Regions from separate parts of the Sus scrofa genome. Here region 1 is linked to region 2. A link is a contact called in public promoter capture Hi-C data. All regions are on one chromosome and are shown on one strand. Each heading gives the region's core, a stretch centred on a gene start, on an enhancer-like site or on the middle of the called end of the contact. The rest is flanking DNA. Distances are from core to core; before and after follow the strand shown. Region 1 holds the start of MTCP1 (protein p13 MTCP-1). Region 2 holds the start of DKC1 (dyskerin pseudouridine synthase 1).

Region 1 (6,207 bases), core at 2,473-4,972, 160 kb before region 2:
TTACCTCATGCAACTTACCTAACTTCTCTGTGCCTGACTTCCCTCATCTTTAAGTGGGGATCATAACAGTATCCATGTCATCGGTGATTGTGAAACTTGCAATGGTCGCTATGTAGAGAAAACCTGTAGGAAGTGCTAAGTAAGTGCTGACCGTGATGATGGATGTGCTCCTTAAGTCTCATTCTACACCTTAGAAAACTGCTGTGTAGAGAGGTCAACTTCTGTGAGGTCACAGAGCTACTAAGTGGCAAAATCAGCATTGATACACACACCAGGCTGACTCCAGGGCTTGCATTCTTGGTAGCTTCCCCCATTGTAATTAGATGAGTTGATTAATTGCCTTCAAATAAAATAAGTCTGCTCAACTGCTTAATGTTCAAAAACTGTTCAAACACCTGGAAATTGAACCAAATTATACTTTATTTTTTGTTGGTTTTTTGCTTTTTTTTATACTTTTTTTTAAGAAGACACAAAATAATTGATTCTGTAAATGAAAAATAATGGTTTTACTTACATTACCTACCTAAGGAAGCCCTTCTGTGTTTATCATCTACTTAAAACATAGTTTACAAAATGCCTTACTAATAAATATTCGACCTAGGCCAGTGTGCTCCCTGGCCGTGGCGGTAACCCCATGGGGACAGTCTCTTTTAGTGCATTCATGGGTAATAAAGCTATGTAAACACTTTTATGAATCCATTTGAATTTGCAGCTGGTAGTATTCCTTGAGTGGAACAGGTTTATGTTCTGTGTATTGTACCTTGTACCTAAGTTCATCTTGAGGTTTTAAGAGATTCATCTCATTTCACGAGGTCCTGAATTTTGTGCACAAGTACAATATGCAAAAAAAAAAAAAAAAAAAAAAAAGTTCTCCAGTCAAATAAATTTGGGAAATGTTAAAATAAACTTTCTTTACTGCATAACTTGCCAGAGTTTTACTATGCTTATGTGCTCTGTGATTCTACAAGATCCCAAACTTATTTGACCAAGGAAAAAGTTAGGGGCAAATATTCTAAGAATCGCATGTAGGGAAACTGTGTTCTGGTCATACAACCTGTGATTTCGTGGGCTTTGATCGGAATCCCTCTCACGCAGCTGGTCCTTTCTCTGCTGAGAATGGTGTTGATTCACGCTCACAGGGGAGCTTCTCCGTCCCCGGATGGCTGCAGCTGCCTTTCGCTGGGCCCGCACGCAGTCTCCGAGTGGCAGCGCACGCAAGGCCAGGGTTGTGCGCTGGGCTTTGTTCCCAGGCTCGCCCTGCTGGTGCTCAGCATGTTGACCTTTGGGTCACACCAGCACATCACACGGCTTTTCTTCGGAGAATATTTTGTAGTGACTCATAGGCCGCTTTGTAGTGATTCATACTAACGCAGACCATCAGCTCCAATGTGTTTGCCCTGAATTCCACTGGCCTTATTTCCTTTTCATGTCAGTATAACCAGGAAGATTTTGCTTTTCATTCGAAACATATTTAAATACCCCTGCGCTGGTTGTCAGTAGGACCTGTCTGTGAATTTGAGATGCTCCTTAAAGCCTTAACACTTGGTTTCTACTTTGAAAGGTGGGGGGCACACTTATTTCTTTTGTACTCAAAATTCAGACTTTAATTTGTCTTATTTTGACATTAGTATTTACTGGGTTTTTGTTTGTATCTCTCCTTTCCAAGGCTCAGGGGAGGACAAGAGGCTGAACAATTGTATCTGCTAAATGGGAAAAAAAATGGCTTCGAGACAATAATCTATAGCTATGTAACATACCTAGAGAATTGATCTCTCCCCGTGCCGTGTGGCTTTTGTCTCCCCTCTCTACCCAGCAGACACAGCCATCCCCTCACAGCAGCACCGCACGACTCAGATCTGAGACTTAGGGCGCCCCGGCACTCATAATACTGTGCTGGAGGGGGAGAGGTGACAGGACGTGAGATAAGCAGAGCCAGATACGAAGCAGTTTGGAATGAGAGCCCCAAAGGCGAAGTTTACCTTAGACAGAAACGCGACCCCAGTCATAAGAGGCGAGTTCTTCCAGAGCAGGCGGGCACCTTCACTGTCCTAATGGCACCGGCATAGGCAGGCCTGGGGAGGCGTTTGGGAGCAAGATACGGAGCTGGCCACGGGAGCCTGGTGTCCCGGGAAAGTTTGTCTCCAATTCGGTGGTAGTGGGCTTGCTGCCCTTGCTGACAGATGGGATGGGCCACGGAAGCAAGGAACGAGCCCGTGGTAACTCAGACGTTTGGAGTCTGCAGGATCAGGAGAGGCTGTGCTGCCGCTGAGAGAAAATCAGGATCTGGATAAGGCGCAGGGCTTCCACGTTAGGTGAGTCGGAAATGAGAGAGCCCTGTAAGAGCAGAGCTGACGGTGGGCTCAGAGTCCGATCTGCTCAGGGTACAATGGGCGCAGCAGCTGTGATGCTCGGAAATTATTCACTACGCTCCAACTATTTCTTAAGCCTAGAAAAGAAAGACTTGCCTTTTAGGGACAGTAAACGAACGGTGTTAAGGAAAACAACAAGTCAGACTCCCCGATCGTTGTTCTCGAAAAGAGGGCTTGGTTTCGCTCGGTTGTTCTCTCTGGCATCCTACTGTGTTCTGGCATCTCCTTTGCGCTTGACAGTCTCGCTTTGAGGGTTTAACAAGCTCCCAAGCTGTGGCGCAATTCCGCTCCTACCTAATGGGCGCCTAATGGGCGTAGGAGGCCTTTGTTTTGTGGAGCAGATCCCCGTGGAGCTGTGCTCTGCCGAGTGGGGAATCCAAGGACTGCTGTGCCCGAAAGACCTGCTCCTGTAAAACCCAGGTCGAGTCGTTGTGAGATCAGGGCTGGGCGGGGGAGTCCTTAGGGGTTAGAGCTGAGTCTGCCTTAGGGAAAGAGTTTGCCCAGAAGGTGTGCAGCCCTTATCCCCATGGAGGGCACAGGGGCTTCTTGGCTGGCCTTGTGACGTGGGAAGCCAGAGCGTAAGCCCACGCCTCTGTGGACACAGGGGCTCCTGCCACTTCTGGAAGCGTATTATTAAAATGCAGCGAGGAGGCTCTCCTGTGCTCTCGCTTGGCTCTGACTCATCGTGATCCCCAGAGTCTCTTGCAGCTGAAGAATAATTCCATGATGCTACCGAAAGCGCTTTCCCTAAAATGAAAGCCCCCTTCTGGAAATGCCTGCCCCCCCCAAGGAACCTTTCTGAGTAAACTGATGACTAGGTGCTTTGCCCTTAAAACACCTCTCACTTCACCTTAGACAAGCCACGCGCAGCGGGAGGCCCTGACTTGACCTTCACAGTCTTGCCTTTGCAAATGCCAAGCGCTTGGAAGGAAGGGGCTTCTCCCTGGCGAATAGGGCCTGCATGTGTTGTCTGGGGTACTGCCTTCCCGCCCGAATAAGCGTGCCCTTGTGCCCACTCCCGTGCAAATTCCGTTGCTAACTCCAGGTTGCCCGGTGCTGCCCGGCTTCTGGTAGTGCTAGGCCTGCGTTTCCACAGAACTCCTCGCCGAGCGGAGTTCTTGAGTGCTTCGCGGTCAACAGCATCACCTGAGGTTCTGCCCGAGGGTCCCTTCAGTGTCTGGCAGGGAGCCTCAGGTGCCCTCGGTTCTGTTTAGGCTGTGCAAGTAGACATTTGCGAGGTTTGGTTCTAGGTGGCGGTTGCTAGGACCAGGTCACCTTGCTCACTGGTGAGTTCGTTCAAACCCAAACAGTCACACCTGTGTCCTGTGCGCGGGTGCTGCAGGCTTAGGTGGAGAAAAGCAGGGCTAGAATTGGAATCCAAAGCCCAGCATGGCAGGAGAGGATGTGGGGGCTCCACCCGATCACCTCTGGGTTCACCAAGAGGGTATCTACCGCGACGAATACCAGCGCACGTGGGTGGCCGTCGTGGAAGAGGTAACTGCTTACGTTTTGCTTACTTCTTTATGGATTTTGCTTTCAAGCAACTTGGTGTCTAACCAGTCTCCATATCCTGAAGTCTTTGGTTTTATTTTTGATCACTTCTTTCATTAGGAGACGAGTTTCCTAAGGGCCCGAGTTCAGCAAGTTCAGGTTCCTTTAGGTGACGCCGCCAGGCCAAGTCACCTTCTTACCTCCCAGCTACCTCTCATGTGGCAACTCTACCCTGAGGAGCGCTACATGGATAACAACTCTCGCTTGTGGCAGATCCAGCATCACTTAATGGTACACATGTTGCTTAATAATTGTTCATTGTGCTGGGACTCGTAGGACAGAGTACTCTAAACTTGTCTTTTCCTGACAGGTCAGGGGAGTACAGGAGCTGTTGCTTAAGCTTTTGCCTGATGATTAATCTGGTAGGTATTTCTAGTTCTCCCCGGCCCCACCCCCTTCATCTTCTTCACTCTGTTCAGCCGGTGATTTTGATGATGTTTTTTTCCAGGTGCTGGGATCTGGGAAGATAAGCCCCTCTGCTCTGTTCAGTACATGGCAGTCACGTCATCCGTCCCTGCAGTGCACCCCCCCGTGGGCCTGGGGGGAGGGAGGGGGTTGAAAAACTGTTCAAGAACACGGAAGTTTAGGAAGGGCCATGAAGAACACCGAAAGCGGAACTGCAGAAAAAGGGTTATGCAGGCAGAAAGCAAGTCGACAAAAGCACTTAGTTAGGACACGTAACTTGAAATTGACTCCTTTGGAAATTGCCATAGAACCTTTAATGGACATCATCAGCTGGAACTGGGATCTGATGAATCCCCCAAAAGTCAGCACCTGCTACAGAACAGATGCCCTGATCACCAAGGACTTGGTACTGATTTAGAGAGAAGAGAGCAGCATCAACATCTATTTGTCGCTTATTGCCCTGCAGCAATCCACCTGCCTTTCCTTCTCCCATCCTGTAAATATCCCAGATTTTGCTCCAGTGTTTCCCATCCCAGTACTGACCTAACTTGGACCCACCAAGAACTTAGGGGGCTCTGAGGAAAAAAAAAAAAAAAAAAAAGCAGATCATTTGCATTAATGAAATTAGCTACAAAGGCTCCTGGGCCTTTTTCCTTTCTGAAATTGTGTCTTCAAATTATTAGAAGTTGCTGATCAGAATCGTGGGCACTTAAATTATTCCCTGGTTACAAATATTTTAAATAAGTTGCTTTCTGTTAGAACTCCAAAAAGCGTTTTAGCTGCTTAACTAGCACCTCTCTCAGGAAGTAATAATAGCACTAGGTATTGCTGATTCACTACCTGCTAAAGAATTTCCTGAGTTAAAATAGTCATAGCGGTTTACATACAGAAAAAGCAAGGTTTTGCTGGAGTTCTCTTGTGGCGCAGCGGGTTAGTTACAGATCTGGCATTGTCACTGCAGCGGCTTGGGTCTCTGCTGTGGCTCAGGTTCATTCCCTGGCCCAAGAGGTTCCGCATGCCTCTGGTGCCGTCAAAACAAAACAAACCAAAAAAAAAAAAAAAAAAAAGTAAGGTTTTACTTTTTAAAAAAATCTTGGGAATAATACCTATCACGTATTGAGGCCTTCCTGCCTGCCAGGCACGGTTCCATGCGCTTTCTATTCGTTATCACTTTACTCCTTCCCTAAATGCTTTCAGGTAGGTATGATCCCCGTTTTACACACAACTAATAAGGAAAAAGGCTCAAGGAGTTAAATCACTTATCACGGGCGGTTCTGTGAAAGACAGAGCCCAGCAGTGAGGCGGTCTCCTCGGGCTGCAGCGCCGGCCCCTCTAGCCCAACGCTAGTTTACGATAGTCAAGATGAGTTGAATTCAAAGGATTTTTTTTTCCCCATGTAAAGCTATTTATATCTTCTAAGTCAACTGGAATATTATAAAAATACAGTTGTTTCATCCTTGAAACGGGAAGAGTATTTCTTAGTGCACTCGTTTTGCAGCGATTGTAAGAGCATCCTGCTTGTCTCAAGAAAATTCCATCTAGAAAGGCTTTAACGTCTATCTGTATAAAATTCAAAATAAAAATCATCTTTCTTATTTTAGTTTTCTGGATATGCCGCAGAAGGATCCGTGCCAGAAACAAGCCTGTGAAATACAGAAATGTTTACAAGGTAGTATGTTAAATGTTTTTTATATTTTTCCACTTCTCTGTGAACTAACTACAAGAGATCAATTGTTCTTTTTATCAGCAGACTATATTAACGCCTCTCGGAATATACTATTTCTGTAATTAACTTAGACTAAAGATTTTCCTCACCGATAGTCAAAGACACAGAAAATAAAAAGCGATGCGATCTAAGCTGGGGGTTTGCAATCCTGGTTGT
Region 2 (5,786 bases), core at 2,623-5,122:
GAGAACCAGCACAAACCACAACAGAGACTCGCTGCATGGACTCTAAATGAGACCAAGGGCCGACGTGGGGAGACAAGCGAAACGCGAAGGGCCTCTCTCGAACCCTCGGGCCCTAACAGGTGCTCTCCATTGCCGAGGCTCTCGTCGGCTCCCCAGGGGCGGCTCAGACCCTCTCCTCAGAAGGGACGTGACTGCCCGTGCCTCTGCCACCTGCAGTCACGTGTCCCAGTCGGCTGCGGCAGCCATGGAAAAGGGCGCAAGACAGGCCAGCCAGGAAAACCGACCTGTCTCCAGAGGCCCGGGGACTCGGAGACCCAAGCTGCTACCTGAAAGGCGCCGGCCCTCCAGTCACAGACTTACCCTAGAGAGCTGAGTCCCCCCTTCGATAGCATTGTGCAGCCGGACAATCCCCACGTACTCTTTGCCTGGAAGATGACAAAAGAGTAGTCAGGCGTGGCCGCTGAGTTTTCTGTATCTTTTATACGCTTCTACCACTCCCACTTTGTGCAACCAGAAAAGGCAGGCAGTTTGACCTCCTTGCTGTTTCTATAAAATTTGCCTCAAGAGCAGGTTCACGGTGCCGATGTGAGAAACGCATGAGGACACCGGCTCCTACGGAGGTCAAAGTCCACAGACTTTCCCAGATGCAGATGAGGGGCGGGGGCTTCAGGCAGAAGCAGCAGCATGGAGTTACAGGTGACAGAGGCCTAGAGCCGGATTCAGCGTGCAGAACTCATACCTCAAACTACAAGAAAGGCAGACCCGCCAGGATCTGGCAGAGGAGAGGCGGTACGCAGAAACCAACAGAACCCCTGCTTATGTTCTGGGGATTTTCGGGGGTCATGCCTGCGCCACAGTAGTGACCCAAGCTGCTGCAATGACCCCCAGGTCCTTAGCCCACTGCACCACCAGGGAACTCCCCTTGTCTGCTTTTACTAATGCAGAGATCACTTCCGAGAACCAAGATGTCATCGAATGGAAAGGAAATGCAGAACGCCTTCCAGCCTCAAAGTGGCCCCCTCGCCCCCTCCACATACCTGCGCTCTGCTGGGACTTCACCAAGCGGGTGGCTCGTTCAATGCACACTATTAAACAGCCGGTCACCTTGGGATCCAGGGTCCCGCTGTGGCCCGTCTTCTCCACCCGAAGGATCCGTCGAATCCAGGCTACCACCTCATGTGAGGAGGGGTTGGAGGGCTTGTCAAGGTTGATGAAGCCTGTCCTGGAACACGGGAAAGACAGCATGGCGTCATGGGCTCTGGTCCTCTAGTGAGAACGCAGTCTGAAGAGGGAAAGAGAAGAGCCCGCCTCGGGAACGGTTACCCGTTACCCGGCGCTTCGGGCAACGCCACCGTGAGACACGCCCACACCTTCCGTAACTGAGGCGCAGGGGTCGTTTTGAGACGTTTCAACAGTCCTGCTCCCAACACCCTACCTGATATAGTCCCCGATCTCCCTCTTCAGAGGATTCGAACCACAAGGAAGAGGAGTGTAATGTGTCGTCCTTACATTTAGCTTGTCAAAATTCTAGAAAGCAACACAAAATAAACAAATCATTAACACGTTGAAAACAAGAGTCAGAACCCCCAACCGAGACATGGCTGCTCGTGGGGGTCTCCTTTGGAGCCTGCTCCTGTGTTTTCATTACCCGCCTCTTTACAGGCTGCAAAGACTAACTTCCGTCGTGATGAATAAGAACGAGACCAACGTGACCCGTCCTCCAGAAAGATTTCTTGGGCTACTACGGAACCAACTCGGCTACGCGTGCAGGCTTATGCATAAAACATGGCCTGGCCTTGACCCACCAAAGAGGCCCAAAATGAGGAGGACTGGCGACAGTTTTGGCAAAACCCGACCAGCCTGTTTCTGCCACGTGCTCCGATCTCGCTTTTCTCAAGTCGGCCACCTTTTTTTCACCCTTTCCCAAGGCTCCGTCTGCAAGCACTCCCTTCAACCGAAGGCCAGCTTTCGTGTGACCCCGTTTCATTTCGTCTTGGTCCTATCGCCACCTCCCACCCCTAGATTTTAACTTTCGCGACAGTAGGGACAGCGCCCCCCTGGTTCACTCGCAGGTCACGACAGAGAACCGCATGCTTTCGAATGACACACGCCGGCCAAGCCGAATCTCGACTGCATGGACTCACACGAGCAAATCCCAGCCTCTTGCCTCGCTCACATATACTGGTTTATCCGAACGCTTCGTCGAGGGATCTTTTACTAACTTTACTCCCGATGTCAGAGCTGCTGCCCGTTACATTGTTTGTGAAAACTGTAATTCGACTCCTTGCTCGACTACGCCATTTACACCCAACCCAAGAGTCCACAAAGTCCAGGGAACACCAGGCGTAGTGTGCAGCTAGACACACTTCAGGGGTCAGGTCCTGTAGCCATCAGCCCGCCTACCTCTGAGAGAAGATACGATTTGCCAACAGCCTCAGAGGTTAAATGACTGGCCTAGGGTCACACACTGCCTGATGCGAGAGGTCTGGTGTCAGAGCACACACACTTTCAAGCACGGCCTGCTGCACAAACTGGTTCAAGTCTGTACCGGGAAGCTAAGTACGAAACTGAGAATGGTTAGAAGTGAGGCACCGACCTGACAGCATACGCACCTTTAGCAACAGGGGCCACTGAGATGTGTCCAACTGAGCCACTTTGGATTCAGGTTTGATGAGAAACTCTTCAGCATGCTGTATTTCCTGCCACAGGACAGAAACACAGCCTGTTAGACTTCCCACTTGATTCTGAACAATTCCATTCCTACCACACAAGTCTGTGCCTTTAAAATAAAAACCAAAGTAGCCTGTGCCTTCTCACCAGGACCTCCAAGGGAAAGCGGCTCAACAGCTCAGAAGGGTGAGTAAAGTGCCACCAAGATATGTGGCACAGGGTATGTGGGTGGGATAAGAAAGAGAATTTCAGGCAGAGCAGTTGGTGTGGCCAACACCCTTTAGCAAAGGCTACCTCTTTAGACAAAACGCTTAGGTTGGCTGGGGTTGTGCAGTTTCTACCCAACCACCACCCAATTCCAGCCCATTCTGCAGAAACCTTTAAAGAATTATCTTCTGTAACTGCTGTCTCAGTAACCTTTCTTTTTAGTAAAAGCGAAGTAAAAGAAATTCCTACTCACAGCCACATCTTCTTCTGGTAATGATTTCCGCTCCTTTTTCTTCTTATGCTTCTTCGGTAAAATAAGTACTTCTACAAAACACGCCAGGATTGGAGTTTTCCCAGAAAATAAAGACGACCAAGTTTAAGTCAGAGAAGGCCACCAGGGCAGGTAGGAAATGCACCGCAGGTGAGACGACGTGGGGGACCACATGCGCGGGCTGAACGCTCGGGTGACGACAGCACTGCACGTGTCGCCTCCCGGCCCGGCTCACCACGTGGCTGCGGCGGGGCTTAAACACGCCAGGGTGCGCGGCCCGCGGGCCCCTAACTTTCCTAAGTGACCGCGGATAATCCCCGAAGGCTAGTGGCTCCCACAACTTCCTTTCGACTTAGGGCTACGCGCTCGCCCGAGCCCCTCCGGCCTCTTGTCGGTCCGCGGCGTCCGACCTGGTGGCAGCGGACGCCTTTTGACGGCGACCCAGAGCCCTAAGGGGCCCTGGATCGCCGGCGGGAGACCCGGGCCGTGTGGCGTCAGGCACCGAGGGGCCCCTCGCTCTCCCGCCCTCACCCGTGGAGCCAAGGCCAAGAGACAAGGTCGACAGGAGGCCCGGCGGCTAGAGCTAGCAGAGCTCGGGCCTCGACGTTGTTCCCCGCACCACCGGCTCTCCCAGCGACGGACCTGGCCCCGGCCGGGGGGATTCAACCCGATCGCCCGGGGAAGAACGACACTTACCTTCCGCGTCCGCCATGTTGCCCGGCAGAGCGTGTGAGCCGCGTGGGCCACCCCCGAGGAAGCGACTACAGACTCCCGCCGCCGTCAGGCCGCGCCGCCAGGGCCCGCCCACCTGTGCGCCGCCCCGTGCGTGTCGTGCAGCGGGGCGGGGTGGGCGGGCTCGGGCTGGCGGGGCGGAGCCCGAAGCGCGCGCGAGACGGCCGCACGATCTCATTGGCGGAAACCCCGAGCCGCGGCTCTTGCGCGCGTGCGCCTTGGGCCTCCCCCACCCCCGTCCCGCCCTCGGCGGCTGGGTCTGGGAGCGCCTGCGCCGCCAGGCCCCGAGGCTGGGATCCTGTGGGCGTGGCCCCGGCGGCCAGTGGGCGTGGCCCCGGCGGCCAGTGGGCGTGGCCCCGGTGGCCGCCCGCTCGGCTCCGGGGCCTGGACCTCGGCGGAGCACCTAGGCTCCCCGCTGAGCGCTCTTTGCGTCCTCTCGCAGGCCCTTTAAGGTTGGTGCCGAATCAGCCTGGGTTAAGAAACGAAGACGTTGAGGCACTGAGAGCTGGAAAGTCACCCCGTCCAGCTAGAGCGGCACTAGCCAATAGAAGTGGAGTGCGAGCCACTTGTGGACTTTTAAATTTTCCAGCCGCCACTTGGAACAAAAGGAAAAGGAAAAAGGTTAAATTGGTTTTAATAGCAAACTTTTTTGAACTCAGTGATCCAAAATATTATCTTGTGCTTTTAGAAGGACCAAACTTGACTTCTGCAGTATTCGTTTAAGAAAGGCTAATCATGAGGAAACATCATGAATAATGCAACATTAGGCAAACCCAAACTGAGGGAGGCCTGCATTCTTAAAAAATATGTAGAGCATGAAAGACAAAGGTTCTAGATCTGTTCCAGATTAAAGAATAATAAAGAGGCATTGACAAATAAAAAATATATATATTATCATGTCTGTAAACCAGCTATAATGGAAAAATAAAAATCATTAAAGTAAAACTTAAAAAAAGGAAAAAAAATTATCGTGTCAACTTATGAGCAACAGACAACATTATGAATGGAATATTTTATAGGGCTTCTTTTCTGTACCAAGTCTTTCCCGCGTGTGTTTTACGCGTCTGGCAAGCCTCAGTTTGGACTCCACGACTGGGCTCCATGCGAAGTGCTCTAGAGGCACAGCTTGCTTGCGGCTGTGGAATCAGACAGCCAAGGAAGACGTGCCCCCAGGTTCAAGTGCTCTTCCCATATCACTGCTGCTCTTCTCACTGCTGTGTCTCTTAACTGGGAGTCCTTAACGGAGCCTGCGCAGACGCGACTGATCCCTAATTCTTTATTGTGATCGTAAATGGAATATGTACCATCTTTTCTAATTCCTCGCTGCTGATAAAACAGGACAGCTATTGCTTTTCTTCCGTTTCCTCCTCTGCCATCCAAGGATTAGATTTTTTTCCATTTTATTTCACTCTGACTTAAAAATATAAAAATATATATGATTGGTTTTTCTCACTTTTATTCAATCTACAATTTATTTTGGTATATACCAAGACAAGAATACTAATGCTCTAACTAGACTCTTTTTTCCCTGTGGCTGCACCTGCCGCATGTGGAAGTTCCAGGGCTGGGGCTCGAACCTGCACCACAGGAGAGACAACTCCAGATCCTTAACCTGCTGCACCACAGCAGGAACTCCCTAACTTGACTTTTTATAGCTATCCAAAGTCCTCAATATCCGCCAATCCGTGCAACCAATTCCTTACTCCCCCCATTATTTTATAATGCTTAACTGATACAGACTTGGCAAAATTTGAGGTACTCATGCCTGGTTCTCCAACACTTCTCATCTGATCTACCAGCAAAGCCTGTCACTCCTGCTTTCAAGTGATCCAGAATCTGAGGGTTTTTCAGCACCGCAGTGCTGTCACTGTAAGCCATACCACCACGATGGCTCTCCTAGATTTTT

Evidence for each region. Promoter capture Hi-C pulls out the DNA fragments that hold promoters and counts their contacts.
Region 1: a promoter capture Hi-C map of liver shows a contact between it and region 2, with 2.3 times the contacts expected there. The contact joins the promoter of MTCP1 here to the promoter of DKC1 in region 2. A contact is called at or near these places in 1 of 5 promoter capture datasets (liver) and 1 of 2 datasets of contacts at active chromatin or transcription factors (alveolar macrophages).

Annotation. Positions count from the first base shown.
Region 1 is chrX:125,375,425-125,381,631 of Sscrofa11.1, reverse strand. MTCP1 (protein p13 MTCP-1) reads left to right here and starts at 3,722. Exons shown (of 6, transcript XM_021079964.1): 1 at 3,722-3,863; 2 at 3,981-4,151; 3 at 4,231-4,282; 4 at 4,369-4,821; 5 at 5,927-5,994. The coding sequence starts at 3,759. The coding sequence ends at 4,278. It overlaps CMC4 (cx9C motif-containing protein 4), which reads left to right. Exons shown (of 3, transcript XM_021079968.1): 2 at 5,927-5,994. The coding sequence starts at 5,937.
Region 2 is chrX:125,217,014-125,222,799 of Sscrofa11.1, reverse strand. It overlaps DKC1 (dyskerin pseudouridine synthase 1), which reads right to left and starts at 3,872. Exons shown (of 15, transcript NM_001142668.1): 1 at 3,845-3,872; 2 at 3,131-3,201; 3 at 2,613-2,699; 4 at 1,436-1,527; 5 at 1,038-1,222; 6 at 361-425. The coding sequence starts at 3,860.